Linked DNA regions of Mus musculus: region 2 is linked to region 1. A link is a contact called in public promoter capture Hi-C data. All regions are on one chromosome and are shown on one strand. Each heading gives the region's core, a stretch centred on a gene start, on an enhancer-like site or on the middle of the called end of the contact. The rest is flanking DNA. Distances are from core to core; before and after follow the strand shown.

What was found. Promoter capture Hi-C pulls out the DNA fragments that hold promoters and counts their contacts.
Region 2: a contact with region 1 is called in a promoter capture Hi-C map of the 3T3-L1 cell line, with 4 times the contacts expected there. The contact joins the promoter of Pdia6 here to the enhancer-like site in region 1. A contact is called at or near these places in 8 of 39 promoter capture datasets (the 3T3-L1 cell line, the C10 cell line, the HPC-7 cell line and 4 more), 20 of 484 Hi-C or Micro-C datasets (3T3-L1-derived adipocytes, the C2C12 cell line, the G1E-ER4 cell line and 14 more), 5 of 115 datasets of contacts at active chromatin or transcription factors (embryonic limb bud, embryonic midbrain, large pre-B cells and 2 more) and 1 of 9 other capture datasets (liver).

The regions. Positions count from the first base shown.
Region 1 is chr12:16,736,934-16,743,482 of GRCm38.p6, reverse strand. It overlaps Greb1 (gene regulated by estrogen in breast cancer protein), which reads left to right. Exons shown (of 35, transcript NM_015764.4): 4 at 3,229-3,594. The coding sequence starts at 3,438. Among named protein-coding and RNA genes, the nearest start is that of Greb1, 61 kb to the left of the region's middle. Within about 2 kb of position 3,517, at least 14 of the 459 cell types and tissues checked have an H3K27ac peak or open chromatin away from gene starts, as enhancers often do.
Region 2 is chr12:17,261,807-17,268,868 of GRCm38.p6, reverse strand. Pdia6 (protein disulfide isomerase associated 6) reads right to left here and starts at 2,280. Exons shown (of 13, transcript NM_027959.4): 1 at 2,218-2,280. The coding sequence starts at 2,236.

The DNA.
Region 1 (6,549 bases), core at 2,268-4,767:
TTCCAATCATCTTCTAGAGTGTCTCCTGCTGACCTCTCCACTCTGGAGCGCTTTCTCTTTGTTGGGGTGAATTCCTAAACTATTCTTTGGTCTTTTCCCTGGCTGGATTAGAGCTGGTGGAGGGCCTGTGGGCACTAATTATTGCCACAGGCAGGAAGAGGTTAATAGAGAGGGTCCCTTGACTCAGCTGGAAGAGGAGGGCTTTGCCCCCTGCAATAGAGGTGGGAAATCCACAGACCACACCATTCATTTCCCCTTATGGTAGGAAGTACAGCATCTTCAGTCCCACAGTGATATAGATCGAGGAGCAAGAGAATTTACAGCACACATATTAAGGCAAAATGTGATGGGCCAGATTTTGCTGGGTGGTGAAGCTGAGCTCCCAACTGATGTGTGCATTATATATTAGTGTGTTATAGACAGAAACTGGGAACTCCTGTCTGGGCTGCTGCTCTTGACATCTGGTGTTACTCTGTGTATCTTAGGTTATTTTAAAGTTTAGCACTGGGGCTGGCAAGATGGCTCAGCGGGTAAGAGCACTGACTGCTCTTCCAAAGGTCCTGAGTTCAAATCCCAGCAACCACATGGTGGCTCACAACCATCCGTAATAAGATCTGATGCCCTCTTCTGGTGTGTCTGAAGACAGCAATAGTGTACTTACATATGATAAATAAATAAATCTTAAAAAAAAAAGAAAAAGAAAAAAGATAAGGCTTACTTTAAAAAAAAAAAGTTTAGCACTATACTAGAGAAGCATGCCAGAGCATACAGGAAAGGGATAATTTGGCCTGCTTCCCATAGCCCTCACACAAACACACACACACACACACACACACACACACACACACACACACACACACGGGGTTTCTGTATTCTCTTCTGTATGCAGTATTCTTGTAAACTCCGTCAGGCGTCAGTCAGAAAGAGACCTTTAAGAAATTAAAAGAAGTAGAACATCTAAAGACTAGCCTTAGTTATAATTTAGTTAGCAGTCTAAGACCCCCCCCATTTTGATTATTTAGAAATTAAATTCTCTTTGATAAGCATTGTATGGAGGGAACCAAAATGGAGGACAAGAGCTGCCCAGAAAGAAATGAAAAGCTAGCATGATGGTGCACACTTGCCATCCCAGCAGTCAGGAAGTGGAGGCAGGGGGATCAAGAGTTCAAGGTTGTCCTTGGCTGTGTAGAGAGCTTGAGGGGAGACTGGGCTACTTGAGACCCTATATAAATGTGTGTGCAGATGTGCATGTGTGCGTGTGTGTGTGTGTGTGTGTGTGTGTATGTGTATGTGTGTAGAAAGGGAGGGAGGGAGGGAGGGAGGGAGGGGGGAGAGAGAGAGAAGCGAAGAGAAGAGAAGAGAAGAGAGAGAAGAGAAGAGAAGAGAAGAGAAGAGATTAATTAGCTGGTTCTATGGTTAACTTACATGCCATAGCAAAGAAGTGGTTAGAGGACAGTGTGGCCTTACATGTCCCTATTGCTGAAGTCATGAACAAGCAGTTATTTTCTAGGAATTGGAAGGAATTCAACAGATGAGACTAGAAGGAAGCAGGAAGGAAGAAATATAAACCCAATGCTAACATTAATGTCAGAGCCAAAGACTAGAAGCCATCAGGAGGGTATAGGACACTGAGTGCTTGCTCTTGGCTCAAAAGCAGACATTGAACCATAAGTACAAATCAGAGAAGTGTTTGGGCAAGTGCCTGAGTTTTCTCTCAGTAAGATGTTATGAGCCATTAAAGTGATTTTAAAAGCATGTGTAAGGGGAATGAGAGACAAGTGTATATCAAGTGAAGTAATTATATATGATTATCACTCTGTGGGTACCCCATCCCTTCCCAGCCAAAGTTCTGAAGAGAGTGAAGGTTGCAAAAACAGCACAGTGGCAGGGCTGGTTCATGTGCTCAGTGGATGTGCTCTCCCTTAGCTGGTGAGAAGCTGTGGGTTTCATCCTCAGGCCTGCAAACAAAACAAACAAACAGACAAATCCCTGTGGCAGCACACTGCTGATTCATATACTACCATGCATTTGGGTTTGTTTGTTTTTGTTTTTTGTTTTTTGAGACAGGGCTTTTTTGTGTAGCTCTGGATGTCTTGGAACTTGCCTTGTAGACCAAGCTGGTCTCAAATTCACAGAGATCCTCCTGCCTCTGCTTCCTGAGCACTGGGATTAAAGGTGGGCCCCTCCTTTGCCACCTGCTTACCATGATGCATTTGTATCTTGGAGCCTCTGTGTTAAGTGGAAGAAGCCGTTGGCAGAAGGCTTCCTGGCCAATGCTTCCATACGTGCAGTAGACAGACCAAGGAAAATCTGCAGTGACAGAGAGCAAGCTTGTTGCAGGGCTGGGGGGTGACAGCTCTGACACTTCTTTCTGGGGATGATGGACATCCAGACTGGTCATGTCACAGTTGCACAACATGGAGAGTACAGTACAAACCAATGAGTTGTCTACTTTGGTGTGTGAGTTAGTTTGAAGTTACCACAGATAAAGCAAGGCCGATTGTCTTGGGGGGCTGGAAGTATCAGTGGTTTCCTCTTCTTTTCAGAGGTTCTGGGATTGTTCTGCATTACTCCTTATGATAAAGATGTTCAATAAGCTAACATACAGTCATATCAGTGGTTCTCAACCGTCCCAGTGCCGAGACCCTTTAATACAGCTCCTCATATTGTGATGATCCACAACCATAAAATTAGCTCCAGTGCTATTTTGTAACTGTAATTTTGCTACTCTTATGAGTTGTAATGTAAATGTGCAGTTTTTTTTTCTGATGGTCTTAGGCAACCTATAGGGTTTGGACCCCATAGGGGTTGTGACCCACAGGTTGAAAACCCTTTGGACTTTAAAGGGAGAATTTTAACAGCCAGCCTTTTACCAGAAACAGCAGAGATAGAGTCTGCTGATCCTGCCTTTAGGGGTGTGTGTGTGTGTGTGTGTGTGTGTGTGTGTTTGTGTGTGTGTGTGTGTGTGTGTGTGTGTGTGCACATGCATGTCTCCTGTAATCCTAAAACCTGGGCTCATGCTCTCACGTTATCACAGATATGAGTAGCCATTTCTGGCAAAAGTTAATCTCATTTGCCTGGGGACCCTTGGAGGCAGGATCCTATCTCTGGGGGAAATCAGGAAAGCCTAAACTCTTCTTTGTGGGATACGCTAAGAGGCAGTGGGCTCTCTGAGTGTGGACTCAGTGGGGGTTGTTACTTATATAACTTCCTGTAATTGCCTGGCAGGAGCTGTGGAGAGCCGCCCTCTCCTGTCTGGTGCTGAGCAGAGGCTGCAACCCGTCCCCTCTTGCTGCTGCTGCTGCTGCTGCTGCTGCTGCTGCTGCTGCTGCTGCTGCTGCTTGCCTCTTTGTCGGGCTTTGTGAGGAGTCAGCCCTTCTAGGCAGAACTGAAATGTCATTTTAACCAGAAGACTCTGTCTTCTTTGTGCTCCGGAGATGGGCAATTCCTATGCTGGCCAGCTAAAGAGCACACGGTTTGAAGAGGTCCTCCACAACTCCATCGAGGCTTCCTTACGCTCCAACACCCTGGTGCCCCGGCCCATTTTCTCGCAGCTGTATCTGGAGGCTGAGCAGCAGCTGTCATCGTTAGAAGGTAAGAATCATACATTTCTTATGTTGGTGTGTGTGCAGTTTTTATTACGTGTGGCTACCGTTAACGACAGCCCTATTCAGAAGATCTAGAGTCTAGTGAAAAAGAATGAAAGTTGCACACAGATATTTTTATTTGTTTAAAGGTAAGTTTCAGGCTAAAAAATACAAAGAAGAAAAATCTTGGACTCATAAGAGACAGGGAGAACACTGTATGCTGGGCTCCCCCAAAAGCATTATTTATATCTGATGAGATAGTTTGTTGGTAAGGGATTTTAATACGTCTGGCCCTCAGCTCTGTATTTCCTTTCTTTTCCTCTTGCGATTCATGTTCTTATCTTTGTAAAAATCATTTAGAGGTTATGTCTCTGTGTGGTAACAGGTGTAAGAGTCTCACAAAAGCTTAAAAGAAATTAACAGAAAACCTTTTTGAATTTTACATGTACCAAGACTTAAGTTAATAAATGATCTGTAAGTATGTGGAGGACTTGAGAATTCCCCTTATCTGGAAGGTAAACTGTGTTTTCATGTCACGTAAGTAAGCCTGAAGCAATCCACAGGATGAACGGCTACTAGTCTAGAATTATTTATTTATATGTAAGTTTATGCTCTTTGCTTGAAATTACACAGAAATGTAAATAGTTTTTGAAGTAGAAAAGGTCATGGTTTTAAAGTGGAAAAAAATCATTAAAAAGGAAAGAAAAATGTCTGTCAAGTTTGTACTATGTTGGGCTTTAGGGCACAGTGTGTGGCTTGCCTGTCTTGAAGAAACTCTGTGCTGAGCAGGCCCATGGATGCCTGAAATCTCTTATTTTTCTGAGAGGGCAAACAGAGCCTCCTTGCAAATGGCACAGATAAAGATCTAAGACCCCAACCTGGGTCTAAGTCTAAGAGATTGTAGCTTGTGACCGGTGCTGTCAGGACAACATGGAATTCTCTGATAGTCATTAAGAGAGTCCTCATGTTTTCTGGCATAGGAAGTGTCTGACCTCACAGGGCATAGAGAAGTCCTTGGATATTATTTAATTGATCCCATTTTTGATCAGGTGAAAGGTTTCTGTGAAATACAATTTCCAGGGACCTCCTTAACTACTTACGGAGTTGACAAGTCTTGCTGGTGTCAAATTGAGAGCAGCAATCATGCTGGTGATAATTTAGAATACTCCAACAGTGCCCTAAAATCTACAGTCCATCCGTTCACCTGCTATTGCTGAGGCCCAAGGTGACTTGGAGATTCTGAGGGGTCGCAGAATTGCTAGCTGGCTGCTCACAGGGGAACAGAGAGCAGCAGAAAGCCTGTGGGGGCTCCCAGTTACCTTCTCTTGAAGCTGAAGATCTCCCTAGGTGGCCGACTGGCCCCCTCTATTAGGATCTCTTCTTTGTTCAGAGTGTGGCATTTTCTAGGGACACTTCCCAGCCCCCACCCTGACTCTGCTAGAACCTAGGAGTTCCTACTTGCTTGTTAATGCTCTGCCACTGAGCTTCATCCCAGCCCCCAGGGACAGAGCTGAGACTTATGAGTTTGATTTCTCGGGTGCCGAGTGTCCCAAGCTCCTTGCCAGATGTCAGTGGGATTGCTGAGCCTTTGAGTGTGGGTGATGACTTGACCCAGCCCCTCTGCGCTTTTCCTTTCTCTGCAGTGAATAGCCTGGAACCATCCCCTGGGATCTTGTTTATCCAGTTGCAAAAGTCAGCCTGAAAATTCAGTGGAAGATGGCGACCTTTGGGTTTGTTAAATGCCACCATAAACCAAATACTAAGCTTGGGCCATATCTTCTGCATCATAAACTTTGGAGCAGACAGGCATTTTTTGGGGGGGCCCCGTCTTGTTTTGTCTGTCTGTCTCTTGTCAGGGTCTCTTATCTGATGGCTGGCCTTCCTCAGACAATACTGTTGTTGATGATGCCTATGACCAAGGTGCCGGGACACTAAACACCCGGGGATCTGGTAACATTTTATGTATTTGTGGGGGTAATTTAGCAGGAGCCTTATTATAGCTTTGTTCTTTGAATTAGGGCTCTTACCTACTACCCCCTTTAGGGGAAAATCCTTTTACACAAGGCTGACTTTTGAAGAGAAAGCGCAACAAGACAAATAACTGCATCAGTTCTAGGCATCACAAATTTACCATTTGCATGGAATGCAGGTCAATTTCTATAATCCCGCCTGCTCAGAATGATGAGCATCTCATGACAGGAGAAGAGATGGAGCAGAAACACCAGAGTAAATGGCCTTATGTGCCTGTGGTCAGGGCTCTATGGGGTCCTCGGATTTGTGTTTTATTATTACTGCTCTAAGCCCTGATGGTTTTGTCTAAGACCACTTTAAGGCTCTCACCCTGCCAGGAGACCTCTGTAAACATGTCTGTTTAGTCTGCTCCAGGCCTGTGCTGCCTGAAAAGCCCATCAAAGTCCGGAAAGTCTGCCGCAGACCTTTGACCTTTAACCCTGCCTACAGTTTGAGCCCTTTGGCTCTCTGAGGCTTAAGACCCTCATCTCTTGTTTCTGTCTAAGTGTGTTGGAATGTCTGTTCATCGGGCTTAGCAGAATAATGCCCATCCTCTTCTCTGTGGCTGATCCATGCCTCTGACTTTGGGGGTGTTCGCTTTTGGTTCTTGGGGATCTTGCATGACTTTCCACTCCAATACTGGAGTCTGTGTCATGCTGGGTCTGTGCAGAGCTAGATCAGAGCCCCGTGGGACCTGTGGCATCTGCTGTCATGCTGGATGCTGGTGCCTGGAGTCTGGTGAGACTCTGAGACCTGGTGCAGGGGCTAACCTGTGCCTACTGTAGGCACAGGAAGATGCCGAGGAGATGAGGCTGCTGGGCTCACTCCTCCCAGCCTGCTTGTCATGTGCAATCTTTCCGAAGTTTTTCTACCATTTGGTCTTTGTGTGTTCTGCACCCACAAGGTCCAGGGAACCAGGAAGGATAGAGAGCTGTTATTTCCTTCTCAAGGT
Region 2 (7,062 bases), core at 1,031-3,530, 530 kb before region 1:
ATGCTGGCTCAGCCAGTGGGGCTGTTCCCTCAAACTATTATCCCCTCTGAAAGCCACCAGCCACATGTGGCTACCGCAAACTGAAAGCTTCTCCAATGGTAAGGAAACATATTGGTTCCAAAGACTTGAAGAAAAACAGAAACAAATTTCTATTAATATTCTCTCACTGGTTATATGCTGGAATCATGATGTTAACCCATGAGTGTGGCTTAAAGATAGGATGTGCACTAAGAAGCACACACGGAGACTATCTCACCACCAGGTCAAAGCTACAAACAGGGACAGCTAGCTCATCATTAGGGGGATATAATCCAGTGGGCTTGCCACCGTAAATGCAGTTGTTATGTAAACTTAGTTCAAAACACTGTTAGCTGTTCTGCTATGCCTTTTTATTTGTGGCTCCTAGAAAACTTAGGATATTACACACAGTTTGCATTGTATTTCTATTGGATGGTAATGCTCGCTGAAAGGAATAGTAGTGCTTGCCTCCAGAGTGTTGGGATTAAAGACACATGCTACTATGCCTAGTAAGTTTATCTTGTTTATGAAACTGTCATGAAGTTGGGCAGTGGTGGCGCACGCCTTTAATCCCAGCCCTTGGGAGGCAGAGGCAGGAGGATGTCTGAGTTCGAGGCCAGCCTGGTCTACAGAGTGAGTTCCAGGACAGCCAGGGCTACACAGAGAAACCCTGTCTCGAAAAAAAAAGAAAAAAAAAAGAAATTGTCATGAATTCATATTTGTTTGATACACTGAGTCTTGTGAAAATTGAAAGGTAGAAAAAAAAGTCTAGTTATAGACACTTGGAAGGTAAAGTCATTACGGACTACCAATCATCTCCCATGTAACCTTGTTATAATCGACTTCTGACTGATGGCCACCCTAACTTTTAAGGTGCTTAGGTCTTAGACCTTTGATAGGGTAGCCATCTGTTAAGAGAAGCTCTCAAGGAACTAGGCAAAGTGTAAAGACAGAAGTCTTACTATATCAGCCATGGAAGAGGAATGCCTTCCTGAGGCATGGAGCCTCCATCCCTGTGGGAGCCTGCAGAGAACATGTTGCTCCCCTGATGCCCTAATGGCCAAGAGAAGTGGAACCACCCAGTTCTGCCTCAGCCTACCAACTGATGGCTCTAAGATGATCTAACAGGGTTAGGAAGAATCAAATACACTGTTCCTTGCACTTGCTCTCCAAGCAACAGCCCCACCCCCACCCGGGGTGGTGGTGGTGGTTTACTATGGCTGAATAGGTCAATGCTGACCCATCAAATCCTGCTTCTAAAATTCACATGGCCACTCTACACAGTGATAATGAGCACCACCGGGAAAAAAAGAACTCCCAGGGTCCACAATCTATGCGTGCAGATGGTTTTGCCATCTGTGGCTTCCCATTCAATCTCTGTAGCAGTTAAGGGTGTTATAAATTCACACCAGTAACATTTCTGCCTGGCAGCCGCTGGCAGCAGGGTAGCCAAAAAAAAGGCTGACTACCTTATTAAAATAATGAGTTAATTGATAGAATCACTTTTTCACAGGCACTCACTGGAAAACCAAAGATTAAATCTTTCCCTCTCATCTGCTCTCTACAGTAACCCAGAAAGTAGTATTTTTCTTGCTTACTCTCTTTAAATATGTACTATAGCTCATGGGGCGAACACGGTTGAAAAAAGCTGGCAGAGCAGTGAGAAAATATGCTCCGGGTCTCAACTAGTAAATGGAGGGAGAAGTGGTGTAGGGATCCACCTCCCTCTCCTACTTTCTAGCCAGGATCAGCTGAGTTAACTAATGTCAAAAACTATAGGCCCATTTACAAGGACAGCCGGGAGATGAGGGCCCCTCAGATTCGCCCACGAGTCGCTAAACATCATTCCCGGACACCTGGGTGGACGACCAAAGGCATTTTAAGTGCTCAGGAGTTGTGAGGCCTTGGTCAGTGGGCACTGCCCACTTCTAAGACACCTTCGGGACAGGCCTCTGCTATCTGCCTATAAAAGTGAAGGCTGAGCTGGACCGGAGGCGGACCGCACTCGTGGGGAGCAGAGGCTGCAAGTCTCCGACTCCCCGGGGCCTCCCGTAGTGGGCCCGACCTGGCCTCTCCCACCCAGCTCGCCGCGAAGTCCCCAGGCAGGCCCGGCAACTCGTCCCTCCACTCGGCCCTGCTTCGCGGCCCCGGCCCTTCAGGCTGCCTCCGACCGGCTTCCCACCACAGGCCCGCGCTTACCGAGCACCAGGCGAGCCATGCCGATCACCCGCATTCTGTCCGTGCCGCCGCTGCCTCGGCTCTGCCGCGCCCACGTCCCGCCCTCGGCTTCTAGCGGGCGGTGCGCCGGCGCGCGGAGGCGGGCCGGAAGGGCTCGCCACGCCGTGGCCGCCTTTCATTGGTCTCTGTGGACTTCGCTCATGTGCGTGGCCAATTGAAAGCGGCCGGGTAGAGGTTACCGGTTTGTTTTTTTTTCCTCGGGGGTGGGGGCGAGCGGAGTAGCGGAGCGGGGCGGGGCAGGGCGAGGATGGGCGGGGAATGAAGGGGCGGGGTCAGGGGACCTCCGGCCCTGTTCCTGCGGGGTACCCCTTGTTCCCCTAATTTTTTTCTGAGTTAACTGAAACAAAACAAAAAACCCAGGACTAAGGGGTCCTCATTTCTTCCTGGCTTTCATTCTTTTTCCTCTTTGCCTCTCTCGTGGCCCCTTCCAGCTCTCATTCCTTGAACTGTCCCTTTATGTCGGGAGAATAGTCCTAAGACTTCAGTGTGTTTGGGACCTTATTTATTCTTTTGTTCGCGGACTCAGCATTCAGTGAAAACCATTTGCCAAACTTATTCTGTATATAGTATCATTCCAAACTTTATTTTGTTAAATTGATTGCAAAGCCTTGTTCACTCATGTGCCCCTAGACCCTCAGAGTATAAACTGCGGGGTTTATCGTTCTTGGCTCTGGGGGTGAGGGCTAAAATGTATTGCTTTGCAATATTTACAAAGGTGTTTAAGGCTAACAGAGTGAGACACAATAGAAAAATAATGGCAGGGGATGCCTTTCTGTTGGTGTGCTTGAGTAACATGCGTGAAGCCCTGGCTAGGATCCCTAGCACCACAGAAACACAGCATGGTGACTATGGTGGCTAGTTTTATGGCAACTTGACTCAAGCTAGAGGAAACCTCAAAAACAACAAAAAAAAAAGCTTCTATAAGATCCAACAGTAGGACATTTTCTCAATTAGTGATTGAAAGGGCCCAGCCCATTGTGAGTGGTGCGGTCCCCGGACTTGCGGTCCTAGGTTCTATAAGAAAGCAGGTTGAGGGTAAGTCCTGAGCAGCGCGTCAGTAAGCCACATCTCTCCGTGGCCTCTACTTCAGCTCCTGCCTCCGGGTTCCCATCCTGTTTGCCTTCCTGCCCTGACTTTCTTGAATAATCAACATGGAAGGATAAACCAAACCCTTTCCTCCCCAAGTTGCTTTGGTCATGGTGTTTCATCACAGCTACAGTAACCCCAACTAAGACAGTAACACACCTGTAGTGCCAGCGCTAAAGAAAAGGAAGCAAGAGAATTAGGGGTTCAAGGCCAGCTTTGGCGACACAGTCAGTTTGTGGCCAGCCTGGACTACATGAGATCCTGTCTAAATTTTTTAAATGCTAATAAAAATTTTAACAACAATAATAGCTTCTTTTTACTGAATGACAAAACAACGCTGACCCTGGCCAGAGCTCTCTTGGGCAAAGGGCTCCAGGAGAAGTGGTGCCCTGTTGGAAGGTGGAGCCCTAGGAGTGCCTTTGGAGAGACTGGCAGGCAAATGAGGCTCCAAGGAGCACCAGAACCACAAGGCTGACTCTTGTAAGCCATTGGCAAGCTTTCCTGTCCACAGCAGGCACACTGCTTATTTTGGGACAGGAAGTCCCTCTGGAACCTTGGTTAGCTCCACCTTTGCAGGAAGGTGCCAGTGATCACAGAGCTATGTGTGGAGTCAGAGCAGAGGTGTGTGAGGTCTGCAGAGAGACATAGTTGGGCGGTGTGTTCTCCTGGAAGGCCCTGAGGTGAAATGCTACTTGTTTTTCTGAGGCTTTCCTCAGCTTTCTGTGTTTCCCCCTGAAATATGCAGCTGTAGAAAATGGAATTCCAGTGAGATCCTTTCCCTTGACGGATAAGGACTGGGAATGAAATCCTGTTTTCATCCAGACGTAGGAATTTAATTCTGATCACCTGCAGGGGATCCCCTCATTTCTTATTCCTTAACCCAGCCTCCTCCTCCTCACATGAACCATCAAGCTGCCACAACGTGTCAAAAAGGGGCGTGCATTCTGAAGCTACCAGCTGACTCTACCTCTTTAGGCCTGCTATGTGAACAACACCATAGTCCTAACTCAAAACCAGTCCTGATAGTGGTAATAGTTCTGGTCCATTTCATGACTCATGAGGTCCCCATCTAATCTGTCGCAGAGTAAGGCAAACGTGGACCTTTCCATGAAGCCTACTGTACACGGAGACTGGCTTGCAAATGTGTACCAGGATAAGCAGGAACCATTCCCTTTCATTAAAAGCAAAGAGGATATTAACAGTCTATGCTGGTCAGCTTTTGTCAGCTCAACGTCAGCTAGAGTTACCTGGGAAGAGGGGATCTCAATTAAAAATTTGCTTCTATCAGTGTGGCCAGTGGGTATGTCTGTGCAAGCACCTCTTTTTCCTTTTTAACTGCTAATACATGGAGGAGGGATCAGCCTTCCCTGGGCAGGCGGTCCTAGGTTGTATAAGAAAGGTGACAACAGGAGCAAGGAAGCAAGCCAGGAGGCAGAGTTCCTTTGTGCTCTCTGCTTCAGTTCCTGTTTTCGGCTTCCTGCCTTTGTGTCGCTTGAGGATGGGCTGTAACTAGTAACCCAAATGAACCTTTTCCTTACAAGTTGCTTTTGGTCAGTGTTTTATCAGAATAGGAAAAACAACAACAAACAAACAAACAAAACCCTAAGGCACAGCCTAACTATGCCAGGTCCTGATGGAGGCACAGCCCCTGCCAGGGAGCACACAGCCCACACAGAGGCCAAGGAGACAAAGGCACATTATAGTGATAGTGCTGTGTTCCTTGGGTTCTGCTTCAGTGAAGACCCTGGTACCATAGAACCCAAGATTAACCTCTTTTTTGTTTGCTTCCTCACTGTGATAAAATGTATATACAATTCCCTGCTTTGGATTTTTTCACAGCGCTGAGGATCAGACCCTTACACATGCTAGCAAGCCCTCTGCCTTGGGGTCACACCTCCAGCCCCCACTCAGTATCCACATCCAGAGTTTTCATTGTTCCAAACAAAATTCTGCCTACAAGAACTTCATCTTTCCCCCTCATCCCTGGTCATCATACTTTCCATGTTTAGAAATTTGCCTAATGTAAATGCTTCATACAGGCTGGATCAATTCTGTCCTTTCAGAGTCTAGCCTATTCTCTATATTCAACATGTCATATGAATGTTGCCATACATGTTTTCAAAGTCTCTCCATATGGTAGCATGTGTTAGAATCTCATTTCTTTCTAAGGTTGATTAGATTTCCAGTGCAGTGATGCATCATGTTTTATTTACCCATTTCTCTGTTGATAGACAGTTGGGGACTTTTTCCCTTTCAGTGTTAATATTCCTATAGTCACTGATGGTCAAATATCTTCAGTTCTTAGGGACTATAACTAGGAATACAATTGCCTGCTCCTGTGATAATTCTGTGATTTATGTTAGAGTCATTGTTGCAATGTTTTTCGTAGGAATGGCCACACTTGATACTGCTGCTGGCAATTTATAATCTGTGTCCTGCTTAATTGCACTATTGTGAGTAAAAGTCAGGTGTGTGGCCTCTACACAGATTGAGAGCCAGTGTGGGCATGGGCTGCTGTCCTTCCTCGCTGCCATGAGATCTGCAGTGTTCTGATATGGACTACTCCATCCTCAGGTTCCACGATGCCCGGTGGAGCTGAGTGGAAGCTGGATTATGACAGACACAGTAAATGGGAAAGAAACAGCCTCTCATTGAAATAAGCCACCAAAGTTTGGCTCTGTACTTACTGCAGCAAACCCCAGTCCATCCCGACTATTGTTGCATCTGAGCTCTGAGGCTCTGGGATGCCAGATACATTCTCCCCCACCCCCATTCTTTTTTTTTTTTTTAAGTCTAAGAGATGTGGTCATTCCTTCCCACTAGAATTGATTCTTTCACTAGGCACAGATTTCCTGAGTGCCTACTGTGTACCACAACTGTGCTCTGCACCATGTAGTTGGCTTCATGGACTTTGCCAATAAGACAAATGGAGATGTAGCTCAGATGATGGAGTGCTTTCGTAACTTGCTAGGAGGTCCTGGGTTTGAACTCCGGAACTGAATAAATAGCATGAAACATTCAAAAGCCATTTTCTATTGTGAACATTCATTTATGGATATCGGTTGATAAATAATGATGTTTGTAGTACTGTTTATTGTCTGGGTCAGTTGGAGTAAGAGACTTAATCCTTTGTAAATTCTGTTAAAGATTTCTGTAAGAATTTCACTCTTTCCTCATGTGGTACGTCTTGTACTGTTCAATAATGTCAGGGAGTTAATACATTTATACCTGCACTCAACTTTATTTATATACAGTTTAAGATTTCCTATATAGAGAATGGTGCCACCCAAAGTGGGCATGTTTTCCTACCTTAAAGAACATAATCAAGATAATTCCCCCAGACATGTCCTCAGACCACTTTGATCCAGACAATACCTCACTGAGACTCTCTTCCCAGGGGATTTTTTTTTTTTTTTGTATCTGTAGCCAAAGCCTCTTTTATATTTAAGCTTTTCTATGCAAAAGCTTTGTTTAAGAAGAACCTAATCATTCTAGATTACAGCCAAGTGTTAGTAGAAACTTTTGTTTTGTTTTATGTTTGTTTGTTTGTTTGTTTTTTGAGACAGGGTTTCTCTGTATAGCCCTGGCTGTCCTGGAACTCACTCTGTAGACCAGGCTGGCCTCGAACTCAGAAATCCACCTGCCTCTGCCTCCCGAGTGCTGGGATTAAAGGCATGTGCCACCACGCCTGGCTAGTAGAAACTTTTGATTTTTTTCATG